6 separate regions of the Mus musculus genome follow, and regions 2, 3, 4, 5 and 6 are each linked to region 1. A link is a contact called in public HiChIP or PLAC-seq and promoter capture Hi-C data. All regions are on one chromosome and are shown on one strand. The core of a region is the stretch at or near the end of the contact, and the rest is flanking DNA. Distances in the headings are between cores, read along the strand shown.

The links. Promoter capture Hi-C pulls out the DNA fragments that hold promoters and counts their contacts. HiChIP or PLAC-seq counts read pairs in DNA pulled down with a chosen protein or histone mark.
Region 2: a contact with region 1 is called in a promoter capture Hi-C map of liver, with 3 times the contacts expected there. The contact joins the promoter of Vps39 here to the promoter of Mapkbp1 in region 1. A contact is called at or near these places in 6 of 39 promoter capture datasets (the 3T3-L1 cell line, hippocampal neurons, liver and 1 more), 1 of 115 datasets of contacts at active chromatin or transcription factors (memory CD8 T cells) and 1 of 9 other capture datasets (pancreatic islet).
Region 3: a contact with region 1 is called in a promoter capture Hi-C map of pre-B cells, with 4 times the contacts expected there. The contact joins the promoter of Oip5os1 here to the promoter of Mapkbp1 in region 1. A contact is called at or near these places in 3 of 39 promoter capture datasets (hippocampal neurons, liver and pre-B cells).
Region 4: a contact with region 1 is called in an H3K4me3 HiChIP or PLAC-seq map of bone marrow-derived macrophages, with 3 times the contacts expected there. The contact joins the promoter of Pla2g4f here to the promoter of Mapkbp1 in region 1. A contact is called at or near these places in 2 of 39 promoter capture datasets (frontonasal cranial neural crest and hippocampal neurons), 2 of 484 Hi-C or Micro-C datasets (myeloid progenitors and nephron progenitors) and 2 of 115 datasets of contacts at active chromatin or transcription factors (both in bone marrow-derived macrophages).
Region 5: a contact with region 1 is called in a promoter capture Hi-C map of second pharyngeal arch cranial neural crest. The contact joins the promoter of Pla2g4e here to the promoter of Mapkbp1 in region 1. A contact is called at or near these places in 8 of 39 promoter capture datasets (the C10 cell line, the HPC-7 cell line, cranial neural crest and 5 more).
Region 6: an H3K27ac HiChIP or PLAC-seq map of embryonic stem cells shows a contact between it and region 1, with 5 read pairs. The contact joins the enhancer-like site here to the promoter of Mapkbp1 in region 1. A contact is called at or near these places in 12 of 39 promoter capture datasets (the 3T3-L1 cell line, 3T3-L1-derived adipocytes, the HPC-7 cell line and 7 more), 3 of 115 datasets of contacts at active chromatin or transcription factors (bone marrow-derived macrophages and embryonic stem cells) and 2 of 9 other capture datasets (adipose tissue and liver).

The regions. Positions count from the first base shown.
Region 1 is chr2:119,970,975-119,974,916 of GRCm38.p6, reverse strand. It overlaps Mapkbp1 (mitogen-activated protein kinase binding protein 1), which reads right to left and starts at 2,218. Exons shown (of 30, transcript NM_011941.3): 1 at 1,749-2,218. The coding sequence starts at 1,865.
Region 2 is chr2:120,351,339-120,355,280 of GRCm38.p6, reverse strand. Vps39 (VPS39 HOPS complex subunit) reads left to right here and starts at 2,144. Exons shown (of 25, transcript NM_178851.4): 1 at 2,144-2,366. The coding sequence starts at 2,294.
Region 3 is chr2:119,591,989-119,595,930 of GRCm38.p6, reverse strand. It overlaps Oip5os1 (Opa interacting protein 5, opposite strand 1), which reads right to left and starts at 1,635. Exons shown (of 3, transcript NR_027832.1): 1 at 1,497-1,635.
Region 4 is chr2:120,312,475-120,316,416 of GRCm38.p6, reverse strand. Pla2g4f (phospholipase A2, group IVF) reads left to right here and starts at 2,252. Exons shown (of 20, transcript NM_001363073.1): 1 at 2,252-2,471; 2 at 3,298-3,370. The coding sequence starts at 2,361.
Region 5 is chr2:120,243,081-120,247,022 of GRCm38.p6, reverse strand. It overlaps Pla2g4e (phospholipase A2, group IVE), which reads left to right and starts at 1,688. Exons shown (of 20, transcript NM_177845.4): 1 at 1,688-2,337. The coding sequence starts at 2,116.
Region 6 is chr2:119,705,847-119,709,788 of GRCm38.p6, reverse strand. The region is part of intron 4 of Rtf1 (RTF1, Paf1/RNA polymerase II complex component); the gene reads right to left. Among named protein-coding and RNA genes, the nearest start is that of Rtf1, 33 kb to the right of the region's middle. Within about 2 kb of position 1,993, at least 5 of the 459 cell types and tissues checked have an H3K27ac peak or open chromatin away from gene starts, as enhancers often do. A contact at or near this core is called in embryonic stem cells, where this site is marked.

The DNA.
Region 1 (3,942 bases), core at 969-3,468:
TTCTTCTGTCTCTAGAGAATAGGAACAATTATTAATAAGAATCCTTGCCAGGCGCGGTGGCACACGACTTTAATTCCAGCACTCGGGAGGCAGAGGCAGGTGGATTTCTGAGTTCAAGGCCAGCCTGGTCTACAGAGTGAGTTGCAGGACAGCCAGGGCTACACAGAGAAACCCTGTCTCGGAAAAAAAATCCTTGAAAGGGGCACCAAAGCCAATTATTGCTCTGCTAAGGTAGAGCAACAATATGCTGCTGTCTCTAAGGACTGTGCCCTTGGCAATCCTATGCCACACAGAGTTACTATGTTTATGGGCTCCTAGGAAGACACAAAACCTAATCTGATCCTGTGGGAACAATGCTCAAGACTCCCTCAAGGGAAATCTTGTAAATAAATGTATTCTACTTTTGTATGCCCCAAATTGTGATGAGTCTCAAAACTGAATAAAATATGAGCTGGGCATGCCAGCAATCCCAGCACTCAGAAGGCTGTGGCACAAGTTTATAGTTCGAACCCATCCAGGACTGTGTAACAAGAGCCTGCCTTGAAACAAAACCAAACAAATAAAAAAAAAAGTATAAGGACCAAATCCCAGACATGTATAAGAATGGAAGATGGATGAACGTCTGCCCAGAAGAAGGATGCTGGCATACAATGCTCAGAATGAGCAGTGCCACAAGGACAGACCAGGAGAGCTGCCTTTCTGGCACACACACGTGGCTCCTTCATGTTATCACGAGAAACCAAGACGTTCCAGTTAAAGCAACTTAAGTATCTTTATTTATATTATATTATGGATATGATTGCTCTATCTGCATGTACACCTGCATGCCAGAAGAGGGAGGGCATCAGACCTCATTATAAATGGTTGTGAGCCACCATGTGGTTGCTGGGAATTGAACTCAGGACCTCTGGTAGAGCAGCCAATGCTCTTAACCACTGAGCCATCGCTCTAGCCCAGCAACTTAAGTATCTTAAAGAGATAAACCATTTTACATTTATTTCTTCCCCTGCATATGTGCATGCACATGTGGAGATCAGAGAACTACTTCCAGGAGTTGGTTTACTCCTTCCACCATGTGGGTCCGAGGAATCAAAATCAGATCAGGCTTGTTGGCAAAGGTCTCTACCAGTCCAATCTTGCCAGCCCAATCTTCTACATCTTTGAACATGACAGGGTATCACTATGTAGCCCTGGCTCCCCCTGGAAATTGTTATATAGACCAGGCTGAACTTGCCTCTGACTCCCTAGTGCTGGGATTACAGGCATGCATCACTAAGCTTGTCAAAAAATTGTTTTGCTCTCTTAGATGAAGTGTATTAGTATATTCTTTCTGTTGTACAGTCTGGCATTATAACCCCAACTGTTACACTAATACATTAGTCACAGCTAGGTCCTTTACAGAATATGTGATCTCACTGTACTCTTCTAAGAAGAGAAACTGAGTCATAAAATGTCAACTTGTTTCCCAAGCACACACTTAGTTTAAACTGAGGCCCTGTTAAACCCAGTTTGCCTTCCTATGCCCTTCTTCAAGCCATGGCTGCGTCTCAGCATGCCCACCCACGCCTGCTGTTCTTCCAACTTCAAATCAGGTCGTCAAAGATAAGCGTATATGATCTTTTAAAGCCAACAGAGAAATTTCATTCTTCCACCCCCTTCCTGCCCCTCAAGAAAGAGAAAGGTAAAAAAAAGGAACGAAGTGCAGGAGAGGACAGAGTAGGTAAGAGGTGGCTCCCAACAGGACTCACCTTGGAGCTGAGGTCCTCTCTCCGGTTTCCTGCTTTACTTCTGCGTAATTTGATGGATGGAGACCTCAGCAAGTTCTTGATACGGCTAGTAATGGTTGACCCTTCTCCAGCCATCATAACGAGGAGCCCCTAAGGACAGTCCCTGGCCTAGCCTTTGGACTTGTCTCAACAGCGGTACTGCCTTCTCGTTCAACACAGCCTTCGGATATGCACTTTCACTGGCCTGAGATGGCAGAAGCAACCTTATCATCACAGTAGGTGTCTTCTGCTTGTCACCAACTCTTACTCTGGGCATTGCCCTGCGCTTTCCCACTCCCCATCCCCACCCTAGCCTGCTAGATTTTTTTTTACAAGGGGAGGACGACCCCTGGAGTGAAGAAATGTCAGGCCCACACCTGCCAGAGGCGTTTAACTGAAGAATCGGATGAACTAGTGACCAGTCGGGCGCCGGTTACAGCCCAAGTGTTCCCATGGTAACTGAGGTGTCCAAGGGAGGAGGCCTCCGAAGCCACTGGGCAAGGGGCCGAAGCACCGAGCTGGCCGCCGGGCTCACGCTGGCCCGAGCCGATGCGAGAAGCTCCCTCCCGCACCCGAGTCTTGGGAGCTCCGTTTTAGCCCCCCACACCCACTGCCTACTTCAGAAACCCTACTACTCGTCAGCGCCCCCGTTCGCTGGGGCCCAGCTCACAGCGCCCTCCGGCATCGCGATCGACGGCTTCAGCTCTGCTGCCGCAGCCGCAGCAGTAGCTATGGTGGCACCAGCGGCTCAAAACGCGAACTAGAGCCTGGGCCGAGCTGCGCTGGGAGGGCGGGGCCTAGTAAAGGGGGTGCGGTCTGTGGCAGATTGGTTCCCGATTGGACGACTGATGCCTATGGGGGCGGAACCAAGGAATGAACCAAGAACGCAGAGGTCTCGGATTCTGCACAGTATAATTGTGGGTACCGCTCCTAAAGGAAGGTCAATGTAATATTGCTTTAGAATTGAGAGAACCTGGCCTTTTACGGTATTATCAGGCATGGTCCTCTTAGAGAACTTTGATAACCACGCCTCCAGGCCTAAGATTGATATTTGGTGGGCCTAGGAGATTACGGCTGAAATTTAATTCCTAACTCATAAAAAAAAAAAAAAAAAAAAAAAAAAAGGAGGGGGGGGGTTTGGGATGCTGCCAAAAGAACTCCTTTCCATTCCAAGTGCTGGGATTTAACGCAGTTGGAATCGTTTCTGATTCCGGCCAGCCTAACACAATGACTCACGCAGAGTAACTCAATTTACACACTTTTGAACTTAATCTATCAGTGATGGAAGACTCAAGCCTCAAAATAGAGCCTTAGGGTAGGTTGTGAACTGAAAAGGCACCCATGATATAATCCATCATTTCCTTAGCTGCCAACGTCCTTATAGCATTTAACAAGAAATACTGTTAACAGCATTAACAGTATTTTTGCTACTCCAGATCTTTTCTGTCTTTTCAAAAATTGCAAACACCCCTAGGGCTGACACCGATGTCAAAGTTTGCTGCTATCAGGTTTTGTTTGTTTTGTTTTGTTCTAGCTCATGGAGATAGGGGAAATACCACATACTCATGCTTCATAGATTTGTAAGTTGGCTAGAATTTTTCATCTAGCTACTACTTCAAGAAATTACCTTGGGGGTTGGGGAGCGCTGGACAGATGGATTGGTGATTAAGAGCGCTGGCTTCTTTTCATAAGACTCAGGTTTAATTTACCAGCACCCTTATGGCATATCACAACAGTTCCCAGGGATTTGTCTCCCTCTTTTGGCCTCCATCATAGGCACCAAGCAAAACACCCAAACACATAATTTCTTTAAATAAAATAAAACTGCCTTCTGAAAAGGCTAGCTTAAGCCAAAAGGCCTGTACCCAACTAGAACAGTACACTGACATGTCCCCCATTCCAGACCGTAGGAACTGCTGAGGAAAATGGTAGTTAGAGGGAAGGATCCTTAAAAAATGGTTTAGTGGCCGGGCGGTGGTGGGACATGCCTTTAATCCCAGCTCTTGGGAGGCAGAGGCAGGCGGATTTCTGAGTTCGAGGCCAGCCTGGTCTACAAAGTGAGTTCCAGGACAGCCAGGGATATACAGAGAAACCCTGTCTCGAAAAAACAAAAAACAAACAAAAAAGTTTAGTGGTACTTGCACAATCTGTGTTCAAACAGGAAGGTACCTGTGTA
Region 2 (3,942 bases), core at 895-3,394, 380 kb before region 1:
CCTTCACACCCTTCTTTCAGACCCTAGTAGAGACTTTCTTTCCATGACTTTTACTACAGATTATCTTATTTTCTGTTGAAACATATGACACACCAGAGGAGGGCACCAGATCTCATTATAGATGGCTGTGAGCCACCATGTGGTTGCTGGGAACTGAACTCAGGACCTCTGGAAGAGCAGTCAGTGCTCTTAACCTCTGAGCCATCTCTCCAGCCCATTTTATTTTTATTTATTTATTTTTTAAAATACAACCCAGAGCAACCTTCCCAGGAGTGCCAGTAGGCTGGGCTTTCCCATATCAATTATTAATCAAGAAAATGCCCCCACAGAATTGCCTACAGGCTAATCTGATGGAGACATTCCTTTTAACTGAATTTCCTAAGTAACTCTAGCTTATATCATGTTGACAAAAAGCTAACCAGCACATCATAGTAAAATGTTAATAGCATTTAGGGAACATTTCTCTACAGCTTTTTGCTGTGGTGGCTTTTTGAAATCTACCTTAGGTAGAACCCTTAAAGAACAATAATAGGAAATAAGGTATTGTCTTAAGGTTTTACTGTTGTGAACAGACACCATGACCAAGGCAAGTCTTATAAGAAACATTTGATCAGTTGATCCCATTCTGGATTGATTGAGTCAAACGGATGTTTTAGTAATGTCTCCAGGTGCAGTGGCCTGAAACATTTGATCAGTTGATCCCATTCTGGATTGATTGAATCAAACGGATGTTTTAGTAATGTCTCCAGGTGCAGTGGCCTGGAGGCCAGGACAATGACTCTGTAAAGTGTTTGCCACACAGCATGAGGATCCGGGTTCGTTTGGATCCGTGTCATCCATGTGACAAAGCTAGTGCCCTTAACACTGAGACTAGAGACAGGTGGGTCCCTGGAGCTTACTGGCTTGCCAGTGAGCTAGGCTGGCTAGTTGTAAAAGGGGTGGATATGTCTCAGAAACGAGCAAACAAAAACACAGGCCATTTCTCATAATGTGGAAAACAGCTGAGGAAGACATCTATCTGACCTCTGACCTGAAACATTGGTCAGTAACAGTGGCTCGCCAGAAGTGCTTACCAGATTGCATCTTCATTAATGTATCTGACCTTTGGGCGGGCTTCTCTAACATCTCTTGCAGGTAGATTCTGAGGTTGCTTCCCAACATCCTCCAGTGCACACATAACAGTCCCGTATGCAATCCCTAGGGGATTATGCCCGGGCTAAGGAACATTAGCCTATAATGGCTTTCCTGTTCAAGTGTATGAACTTACTTGAGTTCATACTACTCTCCAAAGTTTGAGTAAAGTTGGAATGAGGTCTGAGCCTGAATTTTTCAAAACTTGCTTGACTAGGCACTAGGAGAGAATCACTGGTCTACAGCTTTAACAATGTAAACCTAAGGTACAACTAAGAATTAGCTGAAATGTAATGATGGTACTGAAGCAATCTATTGACTGGCTAGAGTGTGTCAGACTTGACAGATGTTCACGATTCTAAGCAATCTTATTTTGAAGAAGGTTTTGCAGAGTATGAAAGTAAGGCCTGCAACAATCTATTTCCAAAGAAAAAGAAAAGCCAAATTTCCTAAGTGGTATATCTCCAACCCAAGACTGACGCCAAGGCAGAAGTTCCTTTTTCCTCCGTGGTTGGGAGGGCTGGTTTTTGAGACAGGGCCTCATGTATCCTAGGCTGGCTTCAAACTTGATACGTACTGAAGATAACTCTGAACCTCCTGCGTCCTGGGATGTCAGGCTGCCATCTCTCCTGACACGCAGCCCAGTGAGCTAAATTCCTCTTTATCGCGAGGTCTTCACTAAGTTGACTGCCTAAAATCAGTTTCTCGGGCTGGCGAGATGGTTCAGTGGTTAAGAGCACTGACTGCACTTCCAAAGGTCCTGAGTTCAATTCCCAGCAACCACATGGTGGCTCACAACCATCTGTAATGGGGTCTGATGCCCTCTTCTGGTGTGTCTAAAGACAGCTATAGTGTACTCATATAAATAAAACAAATAAATAAATCTTTAAAAAAAAAAAAAAAAAGATCAGTTTCTCTTCTACCACCACAAACACCAAGGGACTCTGAGCAGCTGGTATGGATGTGAACTCGGGTTGGGGGCGGAGCTTCTGCTGCGGAAGGGGCGGGCTTAAGGCAACAGGAAGTCCGGCGGCGAGGATGGAGTTGTTGCTGAAGGCCCTGTAGCAGGGGTCCCTGGTGGAATACGAGTCTTCCCTGTTTTCGGACGGCAGGCTCCTCCCAGCAGCAGGGGCGGGACAGTGGCGGTGAAGCTCCCGCAGCCATGCATGACGCTTTCGAGCCGGTGCCGATCCTGGAAAAGCTTCCCCTGCAGATCGACTGCCTGGCTGCCTGGGGTGAGCCGCGGGGCCTCGGGTCAGGGAGGCAGCGGCCCCTCACGCCGAGCTATAGAGAGGCAAGGCGTCTGACCCTGTGGGTGGGCTGCGGACGCAGGCTGTCAGAGAGGGCGGACGTGACTGGACCCCGGGCGGCTTGCGTGATTGCTAAGGACAGTCCATTTGTGGACGCTCCGCGCTCTCTCTTGTGCGCTATGCAGTTGGAGGCTGAGCTCACATTATTAATGTGCTCTGTTGGGGCCCATTTCGGTTCCCAAGAAGTCTTGAGTGAAAAGGGCAAAGCCTGCCAGGTGCTTCACCTTGTTAAATGATTGCGGTGTGTTCTAGGTGACAGACAATGTTAGCACCGTATGCTTCAGAGCATTTAGTGTTCACTTAGTTTATTTTTCCTTTTAGTAGTTAGCTCATATAACTACCTTATGTCGTGAGGTGCCCAAGTTACCTGACTGAAGTGGAAGAGCATCATAACAGATTGCTGTGAAACCTGACCCATGCGACCTTGTATACTTTTTCTTGGGATTGACCAATGCAGAAAGCAAGGTCAGCATCCTTCATGTTTTCTGGAGTTCAAGAACGTAAATCTTGGCTCTCAGGCTACATCGAGTGCTTTTCTATGCATCGTTATTACCCATAACAGGCTACGTAAAAATAATTCAGTCTTTTCTGTTAATGTCCATGCCCTAAATATCAAGAAACATCAAGGGCCCATACAAAGGTAAAGTTCAGAATCTGTACGTAGAGTTTACCCTAAGGAAGGCACCACGATGGACCACAAGGAAATGTTGATGGTGACCAGTGTGCCGAGCATCTGTTGCTAGCGCTTCCCAGGCATCCTTGCAGGTTCTTTGTGGCCTCCTTAGAGGGATTCACATCTTTTTTTTTTTTTTTTCCCTGTGCTCTTCTTTGAGCAGCCCCTAGCCTCTGTAAAATAGTACCTCCAATGTAAACTGATGTAGTCCTTTGAATTAGGGAGAGAATAGAACCCAATTTCCTACAGCCATCTCAAGAAAACCTCATTTCCTGGAGGAAAGTGCTCTCAATAGAGAATAATACATGGAGGGGTTCATTTCTCTTTTGTTTCATTAAATATGTTCTGGATACCCACCTGTACCGTTCTCTCTACTATGGACAGGAATACAAGGATGAATGAGAAATAGTATCTGTGTACCCAGAACACTTTGGGGGTCAAAAGCATGAGGACAGGTTATGACACCAGATAGATGATACCAGAAGTGTGTGCTACCTATTTCAACACGTAGGGCAGGTATTCAGTTCAGTCTAAGGCAGAACATCCAAGCAAGATGAGTGCAACTGCCTGCCACACACTTGCCTTAGCGTGTCACAGTCATTGACTGCTCCTCTGAGAGAGACTCATTGACTCCACATTGTCAGAGTAAAGAGGCCACTTAGCTCAGCTCCTCAAGACCAGCTTGGGAATGATAAGTGGCTTTTGTCCTGCTTTGACCCCACACCAAACAGGAGAAATGCCCGGTCCCCTCGGCTACTAAGGTCGCTGCTGGAGTACAGGAAGGTTGTTCACTTTCAGGCTTTAGATAATAACTATTGCTGCTTTAGC
Region 3 (3,942 bases), core at 386-2,885, 380 kb after region 1:
TACTGATACTACAGGTATTAAGTATACAAAGATATTCCAACCAATCTATTCTAAAAAAATTCACTCTCATAAGTATTCTAAAGGAATAATCATAATGTCACTTTCTGTACACCTCTAGTGGAATTAGTGTTTAAACAATAACATTTTTGGAGAAGTTCTGAAGCTTTATGCAACTCTGAGTTTATGATACTGTATATGATACTGTAGTCTCTCTGGAGGGGCGAGAAACTGTAACTCCGCAGAAAACCTCCCGTAATGTAGAGCTGTCTTTTAGTGGAAAGCAAACGACTTTCTCTTTTTTAAGATGAGGAAGGATGTTATATTCCCTTCCTCTGGCTCATACCTATTTTTTTCTACTTGTGGATCATATTAAAAAGAAAAACTACTTGTGCTAAAGGGGAGGGGTTTTGTTTTTTGGTTTTTTTTTCACCCCCTAAGCAAGTGCTTCCTGCTTCAGCTCTGCTAAGTCTAGGGCTAACAAAAACCATATAATCTATCACAAACATTCACTCACATTATGATTTTTCCATTTGAACTGGCTCTCACTAATATGCCAGTTTATTTCTGAAACAAGGTTTTGATAGATGTAAATTTCTGGCCCTGAGCACCAACACACGCAGCAAATGTCTCCCCGATCCAGAATTCAGAAGCAAAGACTTTCCGAGAATTTAGCTGAATACCAATAAAAGTAAGGGGGCTCCCAATTACAAAGAGATAAAATTAAATAAGAATCAAATATAAATATCTTGTTAGTACTACACTGTCACCAGTGTACACCAACTACACAAATGAGATTCCAGCAGTACTTCCAGAACTATAGTTCTAAAAAAACGAAAAGAAAAGCATCGTAAGCCGTTTCCCTTGATCCTGGGTAAGAAATCAACATAGGTGAATTCCACTGAGACCCGTTTGCCGAAACTAATGCGCCATAAGGGCATTATCAGGACGTCCAAGGACAAAGCTGCTTACTACGGTCATAAAAGTTTGGCAGGGGCGAGTATGAGGTAAAGGCTGCAAGAGTCTATCTGTAATACACATACTCAAATGAAAATACCAGAGGGAGCCTCTTACAGCAAATCTCAAGGTCAACGCGCCAGGGACACAAAATGCCCAGAGCTGCAACAGGCCTGTCAACCTCAACCGGTGACGCCTTCGGTAAAGGGTCAAACAATACAGAGATAGTCTTAGAAAAATAAAAGGGAGGTGCACACAGCGGCTTCCCGATACGGCCGGCGTACGTGCAACTCAGAGAACCAGGGCAAAGCACGCAGCGGCCAAAGCGAAGGGCGCAAGGAAGGGCGTGGAGCGCTGGTAAGGGAAGGACGCGGCCACATACCCGGAGGCGGCGGAGCCGACCGGACGCGGCTGCGAATGCAAAGCCCTGTCAGGCCCAGGCCTCGCCGGCTCCCTCATTAGGCTCGCCGCTACCCCGTCCCGAGTTGTGCCGCCCCACCGGCTGCTCGTCTCCCGATAGACAGACGGACTTCTCAGCTCACCTCACACGGTCCAGCACAAGTACTCCGCTTCTCACGGGAGGCCTGCCCCGGGCCCGCAGGCCAGCTGCCCGGGGCACGCCTCACTCCGCCATCTTCGCTCCTTCCCCTGTCCGCCAACCCAGGGGCGGAGGCGCGAAAGGCTCCGCCCCGCCTCCGAGTGATGATTGGACAGCACCTTGCTCGCGCGCTCTTTTTCCATCGCGGATTGGCTGGGAAGTACTTCAATCAATCCCTCTCTCTGGTTCTATTTTTTGTTGTTGGAGCTTAGTGCTCCAGTTGAAGTTAAGGAGGAAAAGGGTTGTTGTAATTCACTTGAGGAAAAACATTCCGCACGGAGGCAGTCTCACTTTTTAGTAAGATAGCACTACAAGGCCAAATGACTATTTTAAATTATCGTTACTGTAAAAATATACTGTTACTAGTAATTCCTCTCTTGGCTAAAGGATTTTTATACCCGGACTAACACTACACCCAGAGGAACAATTTCATGGTGTCAGTTCTTCTGACTTTGACCCACTTGAGAGAATGTTGCCTGCTGTTTAAAGGTCAATACAGTAGCGTAGTTTTCCTCACCTTAAAAGGGCCTGCCCGCTGCCTGAGAAAATGTTAAACTGCATTTGTTGTTTGTTCCAGTTGTAGGATTTAGAGATCCTTTAGCGGTATTTCCAGGAGAGGTAGTGAAGGCAATAGTGTGACTCTTCCAGGTGATGACACACGTTCTTCTGGATAAGCAGTGCTTCCTAAATGACGGGGTTATCACTAGGCCATTTATTAAATCCAAATTTCTATGCTTCCCTCTGTGATAAGGATGCTATGCCATACAAAGACAAAACACAGTTGTCTATTGAATCTATTGGCTAATAAAATAATAATAATAATAATAATTACATTATTCGTTATTATTATTAGAATGTTAGAACCTATTGAATAATAATAAATTCACAAGCTACATTGATTTATTGGCTGCAACTGGCCATCAGCCTTGATTTCCCTTTATAGCTGGGCTGGTGACAGAGACCTTGTGTATCCCAGGCTGGCCTCAAATTGCAATGTAACAGAATTACCACACTGGTTATGTCCTGAATCTCAAGTGAGCAACAATGTCCTCCATCCAAAGACAGGTTCTTTGAGTGTTAGCTACTATCAGATCACACATCACTGCACCGTATGTCTCTGTGTATGAATAGGCACACTGTATATCTGTATATACTTAGACTACAGAAGGCCTGCAAAGGATTACACAAACCTCTGTGTTCAGTGAGGTTTTACTACATCCAGACAGAGCTGATATAAATGGGAAAAGTCACCACAGTTAGATATTGATGAACTCATTTAGAAAGACACAGAGTATTGAAGCTAGCTGAGGGGTCCAGGTGAGTGTCAACGGAGGAATATGGTGAGGTGCAGGACTGAGTAGGGACAGACAGATGCACAGACAACAGTAATCCAAAGGAGCGATATCAAGCAATGAGGCCTGGGCTAAGCCGAAGGGCTGCCCAAAGAACCAGCAGAAACAGTCTTGTCCCTCCTCAACTCACTTAAGCAGGGGTTCAGGTGACACTGCAGGGCTGTTACCATCAAACCATGGTGCTATGTCTTTCCTATTTATATGGGGTATAGGTGAGGAATTCTCCTGCCTGAGGTGTATGTGTGTGTGCTCACATGTAGTGAAAACTCAGACTGCATGCATATTAGACAAGCACTTATCAGAGCTATATCTGTTTAATACACCCATATCCATTTTTTTCATGTATTTTGATTTGATATATTTTTAGATTAAATTTATGTAAATTATTTTGCCTGTGATTATGCATGTACATGTACCACACACTTGCTTAGTGCCTGAGGAGGTATCAGATCCCAAGGATCTGGAGTCAGGGATCATTGTGAGTCACCATGGCAGGGCTAAGACTCATGCCTGGGTGGGTCCCTACATGAGCAAGAAGGACTCTAACTGCTGGGCCATCTCTAGCACGTACTTCAAGCTTCTAGCAATCCTCCCACCTTGGCCACCTCAATCCCAACTCATTTGGTTAAGTTTATAGTTTTTATTTTTCTTGAAAATTTTTACTTTTAAGAATTGGGGCTGGGGTAGTGGTGGTGCACACCTTTAAACCAGCACTCAGGAGGCAGAGGCAAGCAGATTTCTATGAGTTTGAGGCCATCCTGGTCAACAGAGTGGCATTCCAGAATAGCTGAGACCATATAAACAAACCATGTCCCCTCATCACCCCACACCCAAAATTGAGGCTGAAGAATACCACACAGTCTTAATTATTGTAGCACTGTACTAAGTATAACTTTTTTGTTTTGTTTTTTTAAGACAGGGTTTCTCAAGCTGGAGAGATGGCTTGGTGGTTAAGAGCACTGACTGCTCTTTCAGAGGTCCTGAGTTCAATTCCCAGCAATCACATTGTGACTCACAAACATCTGTAATGGGACTCAA
Region 4 (3,942 bases), core at 1,003-3,502, 340 kb before region 1:
TGTAAGGGGATAGTAGCTTAGCTAAGAGAGAAGAATAAGATAAGACAGCTAGTAACTATGAAAAACAGTAAAAATAACACTCCTCTCAAGAGAGTCGGGGGGCTGGCCCAGCTCCTTGCCTGCTGCAGCTAGCCAGAGCAGTGCTAGAGAACTCACACTGGTGGTGTGGGTGCAGGAGAGCTGGTGGGCTGACCAACTCGGCTACCACCCAGGCTCAGATCCAGGGCTTTGAGTTGGCCCAGCCCAACATCTACCCCATCTGTTAACTGCTGGAGCACATAAAAGGGCCAGTCCTGCAGATCCAAAGCTGCATGACCCAGGGCAACAAGAGAATATCCAAGATGCGTCCCACTGAGAATCCAGTATTGATAGTGTAGCAGATCCAGACCAGTGACTCGTTGTAATGAACATTTCCAAGTAAAGACGTGTGGACAAAGGGGTGTACTGTGGGACACACTGATGCACTACTACTTCCACAACAGTATTTTGTTTGTTTGTTTGTTTGTTTGTTTGTTTTCCTTTGAGGGGGAGGTTGCGGGGGCAGAGGGTGGATGTGAAGAGTTGGGGAGTTGAATGGGATTGGAGTACATGTGAAATTCACAAAGAATCAGAAAGTTAAAAAAGAGTAACACTCCTCTCACAAAAGCCTCCATCTGTGGCCAGCACAGCATCTGTGGCTGTGGATGTGTGGCTGATCTCACAAGCACAGAATATTTCCATCATCGCTCTGGGAATCCCAGAATCTAATACACCATTGCTTTGTGCCTCCTGAAGCTCACTATGGCCAGAAGACTCCTGTGAAGATGTGGAATTGGTAAGAGGGAGGGACTCTGTTTGAAAAGTAAAGTTGGCTCACTTTTCCTGGTTCTAAAATGCCAGTTTGGTCCCTCTGTGATACCCTAGCTGTCTGTCTGTGGCTGTCCTGAAGATCTTCTGCCAGTGAAAAGCATCCAGAACTTGAGTTGAGGCATGTCTGTTGAGGCATGGGGAGATGGCTTCCGAGCAGAGAATATGGTTTAAGCCCAAAAGCACTCAGCCAGCTAGAACTCTGCCCCTCCTTACCCAAAGCCCCAGCTTCAGCCTGGGATCCAGGTGCTGAACTATCCATGTTCAGCAAGGGGGCTGGGCTTAGCCATCTCTGAGTCAGATCTCTTTTACAATCTATCTGAGGTGAAGCAGGTCACCACAGTTACGTCACCTCTGGTTCTGGAATTTCTGGTCTGAGCATGGCCTGTTCGTTTGGGAGTTAATTCACCTTTGTGGATGTCATTGCAGCCTCCAGCTGTGGATGTGTGAGGGAGGGAAGGCAGTAGAGATTACCTGGTCGAGATGGGGGTCTTATCTGGTACCTTAAACTGGTCTCACGATGCTGAGTTCAAGTGAGCCTCCTGCCTGTCCTGGGGTTCTGTGTACCACTACCCTTAGCTATATGAAAGGGTTATGGTTAAAGAGATGAAAAGAGTCTCCTAGGAACTTTTGCTAGCCACTGTCCCTGCCTCGCCACCTAGATGACTGTGGTCCACAGGAAAGGACATGACATGCGGTTGCAGCCGGAGCCTCAAAATGGTCATGGACACTTTAAAGCCTTTATCTCTGGCAGTTTAAGGATAGAGAGGCCTGCCTCTCTTCTGTCCTTATTTACAATACCTGGCCATGCCCCCGCCTCTATGCCTGAAGCACCAGGCACTTCTACCAACCCAGGAAAGGAGTCATGAAATGAATCTTTTCAGGGTGTGGGTGGCTTTGGTACAGACATACCATGACCTTTGTGTTAAGGAAATAACTGAGGGAGGCCAAAAGAGACAATAAATGTCAGTGATTCCCCATAAAAACCCGAGCCAGAGATTTCTGTTTCTGCTTAAGAGCTGTGGAGAAAGTGGGACTTGAAGGAGAGATGGTGTGGGGCTTTCTGGCAGCTAGATGAGGTTAGCCCTGATTATAGTACCTCCTGACTTCTGCTAATGGCAGACTAGTTGGAAACAAGAATATCTGGGCTCTTGCCCTACCCATACATGGCAAGGGATGGGAGTGGTGTCTGTTTTTCACAACTAGTTCAGCTAAGCAGGGCCTGAGTTGGAGACCAGAGAGCTAAGCAGGACCCCAAGAGTCTCTTGGAAAGGGAGCAACTTGCCTATTGCCTAGGGAAAGCAGGCTCCACTCATTTCCTGGAGCACTTCAAACCCCTCCTGGAGCACTTCAAACCCCTCCTCCAGCCCCGGTGCCTCAGCCTAGCAGTGGCTCCACCCTTCCCACTCCTGTGCTACTTGTCAGACCTGAGCGACAGTGAATATAGCCAGAGAAAGGGTGGCTCTGGGAAACAGGCAAGCTCCCTACTGGGACCTGAGCTGCTACTGCTGGCCATGCCCTGGACTCTCCAGCCAAAGTGGCTGGCAGGCAAGGGACTTCCCCTTCTTGGAGCCATACTGCTACGGAAGACAGAAAAGAGCGAACCACAATGGAAGCATAGGCGGGTAATGTACTGATCTCACTTGGGAAAAGCTGGCTGGAGTCCTGGGAGATGGCTGGCACCCCGTGGGGACTAAGCCAGCCATTGCACTGGGGTTTGATTTAGGGTGGAACATACCACAGACAACCTGGAAAAGCTCAAACTAGAGAGACAGGCCAAGGCCTCCAAAAAGAAATGATGGCGGCCTGAGACCATTGCCTGTGGTTGGTTTGCCAGGAATGCACTAGTCTAGCTGTATAACCATTGTGGAGAGAAGGGAGAAGGGTTTGTTGGGTTTTCAGGGGGTAGATTAACACCCAGAAGGCTGCAATCTGGCATCATCATTTTTGTTTTGTTTTGTTTTGAGCTCAGTCTTCAATCTAGTGACTTATCAGACCAGAACAAGCTAGGAGACTTGGCTTCCCCTCCCCTTGCCCATTCCTGCCTCTGGTTGGTCTTTCAGCCCCTGCATGGAAGCTGGTGGGTGCAGTGGGTTCTGGCTTTCTCTTTTAGTGTTTGACCTTCTTAAATACATTATCCTAGTGCCCAGGTCACGTCTAGAGGGCAGCTGCAGGCTGACCATTATAAAGCGTACCTAGCTTAGCTGCTCATGGGAACACTAAGAGTTGAGCTGGTCCCCAGATTCCAGGCCCCTCACCAATCCTGACCACCCAGCACCCTGCGCCTTGCAAAAGCTTCCCAGAGCTCCTGGCATAGGAGCATTAGTGACCTGGGCCAGGCAAGTTCTATGGTAAGACAGAGTAGAAACTCAAGCCAGAAAACACTTGAGAGAGGAGATCAGGCCAACCCTAGCTTCCTGGAACTGAGTTCCTAGGGTTCTGTTGTTTCAGCAGGAAACCCACCCATACTACGACCTTCAAGTGAAGGTGCTGAGGGCCAGAAACATCCAGCACACAGATAAGTGTGAGTAATCCTTGCTTTGCTCTCTCTCTCTCTCTCTCTCTCTCTCTCTCTCTCTCTCTCTCTCTCTCTCTGTGTCTGTGTGTGTGTGTGTGTGTGTGTGTGTGTGTGTGTGTGTGTGTGTGTGTGTGTGCTCTCTTGGAGTAGGGTGGTAGGGTGGTGTTAATCATTGGAGGGAGGGTACCTTGGTGTGGTGTGGGGTATAGAGGCATGCAGGCACACTGGAGGGGTGAGTTGGGCAGACTTCAGCCTCCTCCTGACTCTAGGAGGCTTTCTGAGGGTGTGTTAGGCCCCGTTGCCACACATCAATGCCTGCTTTCCAGGAGCTTTGGCAGTACCCACACATGGTACAGAGTTCTATTGCCTGAATCAGGCCATTTCAAGGAGTTACTCAATGGTTTGTGCTACCACATGATCCTTTGAACTGTGGCTGCTGTGGGGATTTCTGTCAGTTGAGTGGGAGGTTACCTGGCTAAGGTAGAGCCTGGAACACCACAGGCAGACAGCCTCCTCTCCCCTTGCTCCTTCCTTTCTGAGTCCAGCCTCCAGGAAACCTTTTCAACAATCAGAGTTTG
Region 5 (3,942 bases), core at 439-2,938, 270 kb before region 1:
TTCTGAGACCCAGAAAGAGGCGTGTGGTGTGTTCTTAATTATAAGTGGACAGTAACCATAAAGAGCAAGATAACTATGCTACAATCCACAGACCCAAAGAAACTGGGTAATAAGGAGGACTCAGGGGAGGATGTGAGAATCTCACTCAGAGGGAAACAAAATAGTCATCAGAGGTGGATGGAGTGCGGGACTGGGTGGGAGAGGAGGTGAAGAAAGGAACAGGGATGGTGATGATCAGGTGTGGGAAGGGGAGGGAGGGGGCTGGGAGTGAGAATGGAAATCAGTGGGGGGAGCATCTCTGGGACAAGCTGGAGACCTGGGTTGGGAGGAGGCTACAGGGAGTCTATGGGGGTAGCCTTAGCTGAGATCTCTACCTACCAGCTCTTCCAGTAGCCAGGTGGGACTTCCAGTGGAGGGAGGGGGACATCAACCCACCCACAAAACCTTCACCCCAAAATTTGTCCTTCCTATAAAATGCACAGAGATGAAGATGGCGCAGAGACTGAGAACGGCCAACCAATGGCTGCCCAACTTGAAACCCATGCCATGTGAGAGAGCCAACCCCTGACACTGTTAATGATGCTCTGCTCTGCTTGCAGACAGGAGCCTAGCATAACTGTCTCCTGAGAGGCTTCATCCAGCAGTAAAGGGAAATAGAGACCCACAGCCAAACATCAGGCAGAGTTTGGGGAGTCCTGTGGAAAAGTGGGAGATAGAGGCTGGAGAGATGGCTCAGCAGTTAAGAGCACTGATTGCTCTTCCAGAGGTCCTGAGTTCAATTCCCAGCAACCACATGGTGGCTCACAACCATCTGTAAAAGAGATCTGATGCCCTCTTCTGGTGTGTCTGAAGACGGCTACAGTGTACTTTAATAAATATAATAAATATTAAAAAAGAAAAAAGAAAAGAAAAGTGGGGGATAGAATTGATCAAGCCAGAGGGGTAAGAACACCACAAGAAGACCCACAGAATCAACTAACCGGACCTATGGGAGCTCAAAGACTGAATGAACCATTATCCAAAGAGCATGCCCTGTAGCAAATGTGCAGCTTGGTCTTCATGTGGGTCCCCTAACAATTGGAGGGGGTGCTGTCTCTGACTCTGTTGTCTGCCATTAGAGTCCCTTCCCATACCTGGACTTCTTGGTTGGGTCTCAGCGGGAGAGGAGGTGCTTAGTCCTGCTGGGACTAGATGATCCAGAGTAGTTGGTACCCAAGAAGGGGGTGTGTCTTCTCCCGCCTCTGAGGAGAAGGGGAGAGGATAATGGGAGAAGGGTTTTGTAAGGGCGGGACTGGGAGGTGAGGAGGGAATGGGACTGTGATTGGGATGTATAATATATAAAAAATTTGGGGGAAAGGAAAAAGAGAAAAAACTAAGCAAGCGTGTTGTGTTAGCGCACTGCAAGATGGCGCTGGAGAGGCAGCTCAGCTTCTGCGGTCAGGAGCGCATGCTGCTCTTCTAGAGGACCTGGCTTGCTTTTGTTTTTGTGATTTTAAACATAATACCATGGTGCATTCTCTTTCAACTTCATCATATCATTTATCAAGCCAGACGAAATGAGAGGCAAGGTTAATGACCAGTCTCCACCATCAGCTGAGAGCCTAGAGGTGGGTATTTGTTTTCATAGCTCAAAACAGAGATGCGGGATGAGGAGCAACAATTGAGCAATGGCTTTACGGGATGAGAATGCGAGTCTCCTTTAGATCCTGCTAGCCTCAGGCATATCGCCAGCCCCCGCCCCCCTTCTCTGGGATATATTGAGTTTCACGCTTAAAAATAGCTCTTGCAGTGCAGAGCTGGAGACAGCCCCGAGCCTGAATCGCAGCTCTGCAAAGCCGGTCTCTCCTCGTCTAGCACTACGTAGTGCGGGGCGGCGGCGGCGGCGCAGTCCTTGTTGCGTGCTGACCCTCTGCACACCACGGAACCTTTCTTTTACTCTTGCCAACCAGGTTGCTCGAAATGTTTCCGGCGCTCCCTTAGCGAAGCTGTGACCTCTTTCCCTCCCTCCCTCCTTAAAAATTTATCTGACATTTCTCCTGGAGGAACCTGCTGACACCTTTCCTTTCTCCCAAACCTCTCCTGAACTTCCCTGAGGATAAAATCGGCTCCAGCTCTATGCAGTCTATTCCACACTCCGATGAAGCAGACGTGGCTGGGATGACCCACGCCTCAGAAGGCCACCATGGCCTGGGGACCAGCATGCTTGTCCCAAAGAACCCACAAGGGGAAGAAGACAGCAAGCTAGGAAGAAACTGCAGTGGATTTGAAGATGCACAGGACCCACAGACTGCTGTGCCCTCCTCACCTTTACTTTCCATGGCTTCTTGCAGTTCTCAGGTATGTCTTTTTTCTGAGGGGAAAGGCTCCTGTCCCCTTAAACTTGATCCCGCCCCTCTCCTGACTCTGAATAAGATCACATGTGTTCTTGCAGTTTAAAGCTCAGATTTTGTTAATTTTTTTCTTTTTCTGGAGGTGATCCCTCTCCAACCCCATCAACCTACCTGTCTTTACCTCTTTGTGTTCAGAAAACCAGCTAACAGAAGTCGTAACCCTTGAACGAGTGTATCCTGCTATGTATCCAATACTCTGTTAGGCAAGGATTCATGTATGCACTTAGTGAGATGATAAAGCTTGGAGATATTAGACATCTATTTTTTTTAAAGATTTTAAAAAAGCTTTGTATATGTATGTGTGTGACTATGTTTGTGTATGTCACATGTGTACAGTTATCTACAAGGGCAGAAGAGGGAGTCAGATCCCCTGGAGCTGGAGTTACGCCAGAGCCTTCAGCCTTGTTAAGGAATCTATTCAAGATCACACAGGTGGTTTTGAATATGAATGGCCCCCATTGGCTCATACATTTGAATATTTAGTCACCTGGGAGTGGACCGCTTTGGTAGAAGTAGGACTAGTACTGTTGCTTTGTTGGAGGAAATGTGTCATTGGGGGTGGGCTTTGAGGTTTCAAAGCCCCTGCCAGGCCCAGTAGTCCTCCCTTCCCAACCCACCTCAGCCCCCTGCCCCACCCCCACCTACGGATCAGGATATAACTCCCAACTAAGTCTCCATCACCATGCCTGCCAAATCTGCCACCAAGCTCCCACCATGCTAAAAATAGACTAAGCCTCTAAAATTGCAAACCAGCCTCCAATTAAATTCTTTCTCTTCTAAGAGTTGGTATGGTCATGGTGTCTCTTCACAACAATAGAACAGGGACTAAGACAGATGGGTATCTATTTCTATTCGTGAGATACTGAGAAGAAAGAAGGCCATGCTAGTGAAGGACCCAGCATAGTGCCTGGGACATACCGTACCAAGTGCTCAAATATGCAGTCCACACGCAATCCACACAGCAGTGCTGTTCATGTGGCAACATGCTACTGAGAAGGGAGCAACATCTTAAATAAGTCCTATCTGATAAATGTCGTACTGTACAAAAGCCAAAGTGCGTCAGCTCCCTCTCTCTGCTTCCCTCTGTTTGTTGCTGGGGATCTGGGATGAAATGGTGATTCACACTTTGAGGTCTATCAGTGAGCCTGGCCTATGTCTCCCTCACAAGGAGCAGAGGCTGGGGACCCCTCACCTCCTACAGACCTTACTGGTCTCCCGTCTCCCCTTTGTCTGGCCCCTGGCTGGGTGGATCCATCCTGAGCTTCGACCACAGGGTCATCATACCTGTTCCTGGAAGATGCAGCTTCATACACGCATCCTAGCCTTGTGAGGGATGCTGTGGGTGGCCCCACCCTCAGGAGAACATGGCTCCACCCCTTAACCAAAGTGATGGCTCTATAGAAGGGTGGCACCTCTTATGGTGACCCTTCTCAGAGTCACAGATGCTGAGCAGCCAAGAGCCCCCAGGGGATGCCAGCTAGGCATTCTCTTGCTATGCAAAAAGGAGAGGCAGGAGTTGGGACAGCCTTCCTCCCCTTTGCCTTGGTAAGGA
Region 6 (3,942 bases), core at 744-3,243, 260 kb after region 1:
AGCATTTGGTGTATATCCCTGTGTCCCACTTGGGGGTCGGCACTAAGGTGTAAGGACTAATTGAGCTCAGGAGGAGACTCTCTAGGGACTGGAGAAATGGCTCCTCCATGCTTAGGTGCACAGGCCTGGGTTGGATTACCAGAACTCAATGCAGTAGTTACAGCCATTTGTAAGTCCAGATCTGGGTGACCTGATGTCCTCTTCTAACTTCTGCAGGCACCAGGCACTTACATGGCACACAGACACACATGAAGGGAATACACCCAGACAGAAAAACAGTTTAAGCCGGTTATGGTGGCGCTCGCCTTTAATCCCAGCACTCGGGAGGCAGAGGCAGGCGGATTTCTGAGTTCGAGGCCAGCCTGGTCTACAGAGTGAGTTCCAGGACAGCCAGGGCTATACAGAGAAACCCTGTCTCGAAAAAACTAAAACAACAACAACAACATTTAAAAATGGTAATAATAATAATAATAATAAAAGAAAGAAGTGGACAGTTGTAGCTCGGGCCTTTAATCCCAGCAATCAGGAGGCCAAAGCAAGGGATCTCTGAGAGTTCAAGGCCAGACTGGTCTACAAAGAATAGTTTCAGGACAGCCACAGCTATGCAGAGAAACCCTATCTTGAAAAACTAAAAACAAAAACAGCAAAAAACCAAAATCAAACAAACAAACAAAAAAGAAACCCCCAAACCCAAAACTTTCCAAAACAGCAAGAAAAGGTGAAGAGAGTTTTTTGAGTGGCTATCATGTACTGCTCCAGAGCTACAGAATATCATGGAGCTCAGGAGCTTTGTCACCACCTTCCACATTCTTTTAGCTGCTAAAAATGTCACTAAATACCACCTGCTTCTTAAAGGGGAAAAATAGAGGCTCAGTGATGGCATACTTTCCAAGCTTGAGAAAATCTGCTTCAGTTTGATCCCCAGTTCGTCCATTACCATAAAAAGATAAAACTCACTTTTAGTCATAAAACTGAGGAAAGAGGCAAGAGCATCTCTAGGAGTTTGAAGTCAGCCTGGTCTACATTGTTCCAGACCATTCAAGTTAGATGGTAAGCCTTGTCTCAAAAATAAAACAATAAAATGGAAAAAAACTCAAATATAAAATTTAGGACAGCCGGGCGGTGGTGTCCCACGCCTTTAATCCCAGCACTTGGGAGGCAGAGGCAGGCGGATTTCTGAGTTCGAGGCCAGCCTGGTCTACAGAGTGAGCTCCAGGATGGCCAGGGCTACACAGAGAAACCCTGTCTGGGAAAAAAAAAAAATTAGGACAAACTACTCTAAAAATTTGTGATTCTGGCCTTTTTTTTTTTTAAAAGATTTATTTTATATGTATCAATATATTATTGCTCTCTTCAGACACACCAGATACCAGAAGAGGGCATCAGATCCCATTACAGATGGTTATGAGCCACCATGTGATTGCTGGAAATTGAACCTCTGGAAGAGCAGTCAGTGCTCTTAACCGCTGAGCCATCTTTCCAGCCCGATCCTGGCCTTTCTTATGGTCTCCACAGTTCAGAAACCCAAACTTTAGAAGTCACCTTTCCTCACCCACAACTCCAAGGCAGTATTCCAAGTCCTGTTTCTTGCAATACAAGTTACCTTGTAGGCATTCACACTCAAAATGAATACCTACCACTTTCTGCTGACTGAAAGCCAAACATTCTTGTCTAGGATAACTTATCATAACTTAATATGGTCTTCAGAAGGGACAAACAGGCTCCTGAGGCAACAGAATTAACAGCTAACATGCTTCAATTTTCTTCTAATATAACAGGTAGAAAGGACAGGAAGCTAGTTCTGGGAGCTCTGTTACCCAAGACAAAAGACAAGTTTACTTTGACCTTTTTGGGAGAAGAGAAAGAACTTTTGTCATTTAAAATAAATGTGGCAACCCCTCGGGAGCCTTAAACAGATTCTGATTAAACACTTGAGTGTTTACAGCAGTGCTGATGACTTGGTAAACCATGTAAACAATGTACACCGAGCCACATCCCAGACCAACATTTCAACCTTTTGTTTTATTGAAGACAGTTTCAGTCTGGCTTCCTGAGTGCTGGGAACAGAGGCGTGAGCTACCAAAGTTGGCCCACATTACTTTCCTTAATTAGTAAAATGACATTCTAAATTCAAGGGCTGGACAGATGGCTCAGCCATTAAGATGGTACACAACCATGAAGTACAGAGTTCATATCCCAGCATCCACAGAACAAGCCAGGCAGTCTACATATTCCTGTAATCTCAGCTCCATAGGGAGTGGGGTGGAAATAGGACTATCACTGGGGCTTGCTGGTCTCTAGCTTAGCCAAGATCCTGCCTCAGATGAACAGGTAGAATACAAAGACACCTGACACCTGACAGACACTCTATTATAACTTTTGTGTGCACACATAGTCATGAGTACCTACATATATCGTACACAAAACAAGCACACACACACAATATAAAAGTCAAGACAAGATTATGACTTTCTCAATAATTTTTGTCTGGATGAAGTGAAATAGTATACTTACTTTATTTTTTACTTAAATTAATTACACTAGGTGACGGTGGTACATGCCTTTAATCCCAGTACTCGGGAGGCAGAGGCCAACCTGGTGTACAAATTAAGTTCCAGGACAGCCAGAGCTACACAAAGAAACCCTGTCTTGAAAAAACAAAAGTAAATAAGTAAAAATTAATTACATTTTATTTACCTTTTGTATATTTGTTTGTTTTTTAGTAAGTAGCTCTGGCTGTCCTGGAACTCACTATATAGACCAGGCTAACCTCGAAACTCAGAGATCCACCTGCCTTTGGTCCCAAGTGCTGGAACTAATGGCATATGCTACTACACAGGAAAACTTGTCTTAAAAATCAAAAAGGAAGGCACCACTCTGTAGTGGAAATTTTGAGGCCCTGGGATCTATCACGAGAACCACAAACCAACAAAAAGCCGACTACTGAATAATGCACATTAGTACAGAAGGCATAAATATGACCCTAAGCTATTTAGTTTACATTACACTAACAATCACATTTCCAAATGTCCATTCCTATGAACAGACTTCCTTCAGCTTATTAAAGAACTGCATATCAACGCAATGGGAGCCAAAACACTGACCCAACCTACCAAATATCATAGAGCCTAGCCTGACTCAAGCATGCTCATTTATTTATTTATTTATTTATTTATTTATTTATTTATTTATTTATTTAATTTTTTTGGTTTTTCGAGACAGGGTTTCTCTGTATAGCCCTGGCTGTCCTGGAACTCACTTTGTAGACCAGGCTGGCCTCGAACTCAGAAATCCGCCTGCCTCTGCCTCCCGAGTGCTGGGATTAAAAGCGTGTGCCACCACACCGGGCTCATTTTTTAAAAAAAAGATGTATTTATTTATTGAATGTATGTGAGTACACTGTTGCTATCTTCAGACACACCAGAAGAAGGCATTGGATCCCATTACAGATGGTTGTGAGCCACCATGTGGTTGCTGGGAACTAAACTCAGGACTTCTAGAAGAGCAGTCAGTGCTCTTAGCCGTTAAACCATCTCTCTAGCCTCACATGCTCAAATCTTAATTGTTGTAGTTTGGTAAAACCATTTTCACAAAGCATTGTTGGGATAATTTCTTGTGCACTGCGGAAAGATTATCTTTTTATGAAGCATCACCTGTCTCGGTGTTTTGTAAACATGTTCTCCATCACCTTCTGATTGGTTTAATAAAGAGCTGAACGGCCTATAGCAAAGCAGGAGAGGATAGGCCAAACTTCCAGGCAGAGATAGGAACTCTGGGAAAGAGAGAGAGAGGCGGGAGATTTGCCAGCCAGACACAGAGGAAGGAGGAACAGGTACAGGGACTGAGGAAAAGGTAACTAACAAGCCACAGGGTGTGACAGAGCTCGAGGGTCGGGTTTACTTAGATGAGCTAGCTGAGGGTCTGCCAAGCTCAGGCCAAGCT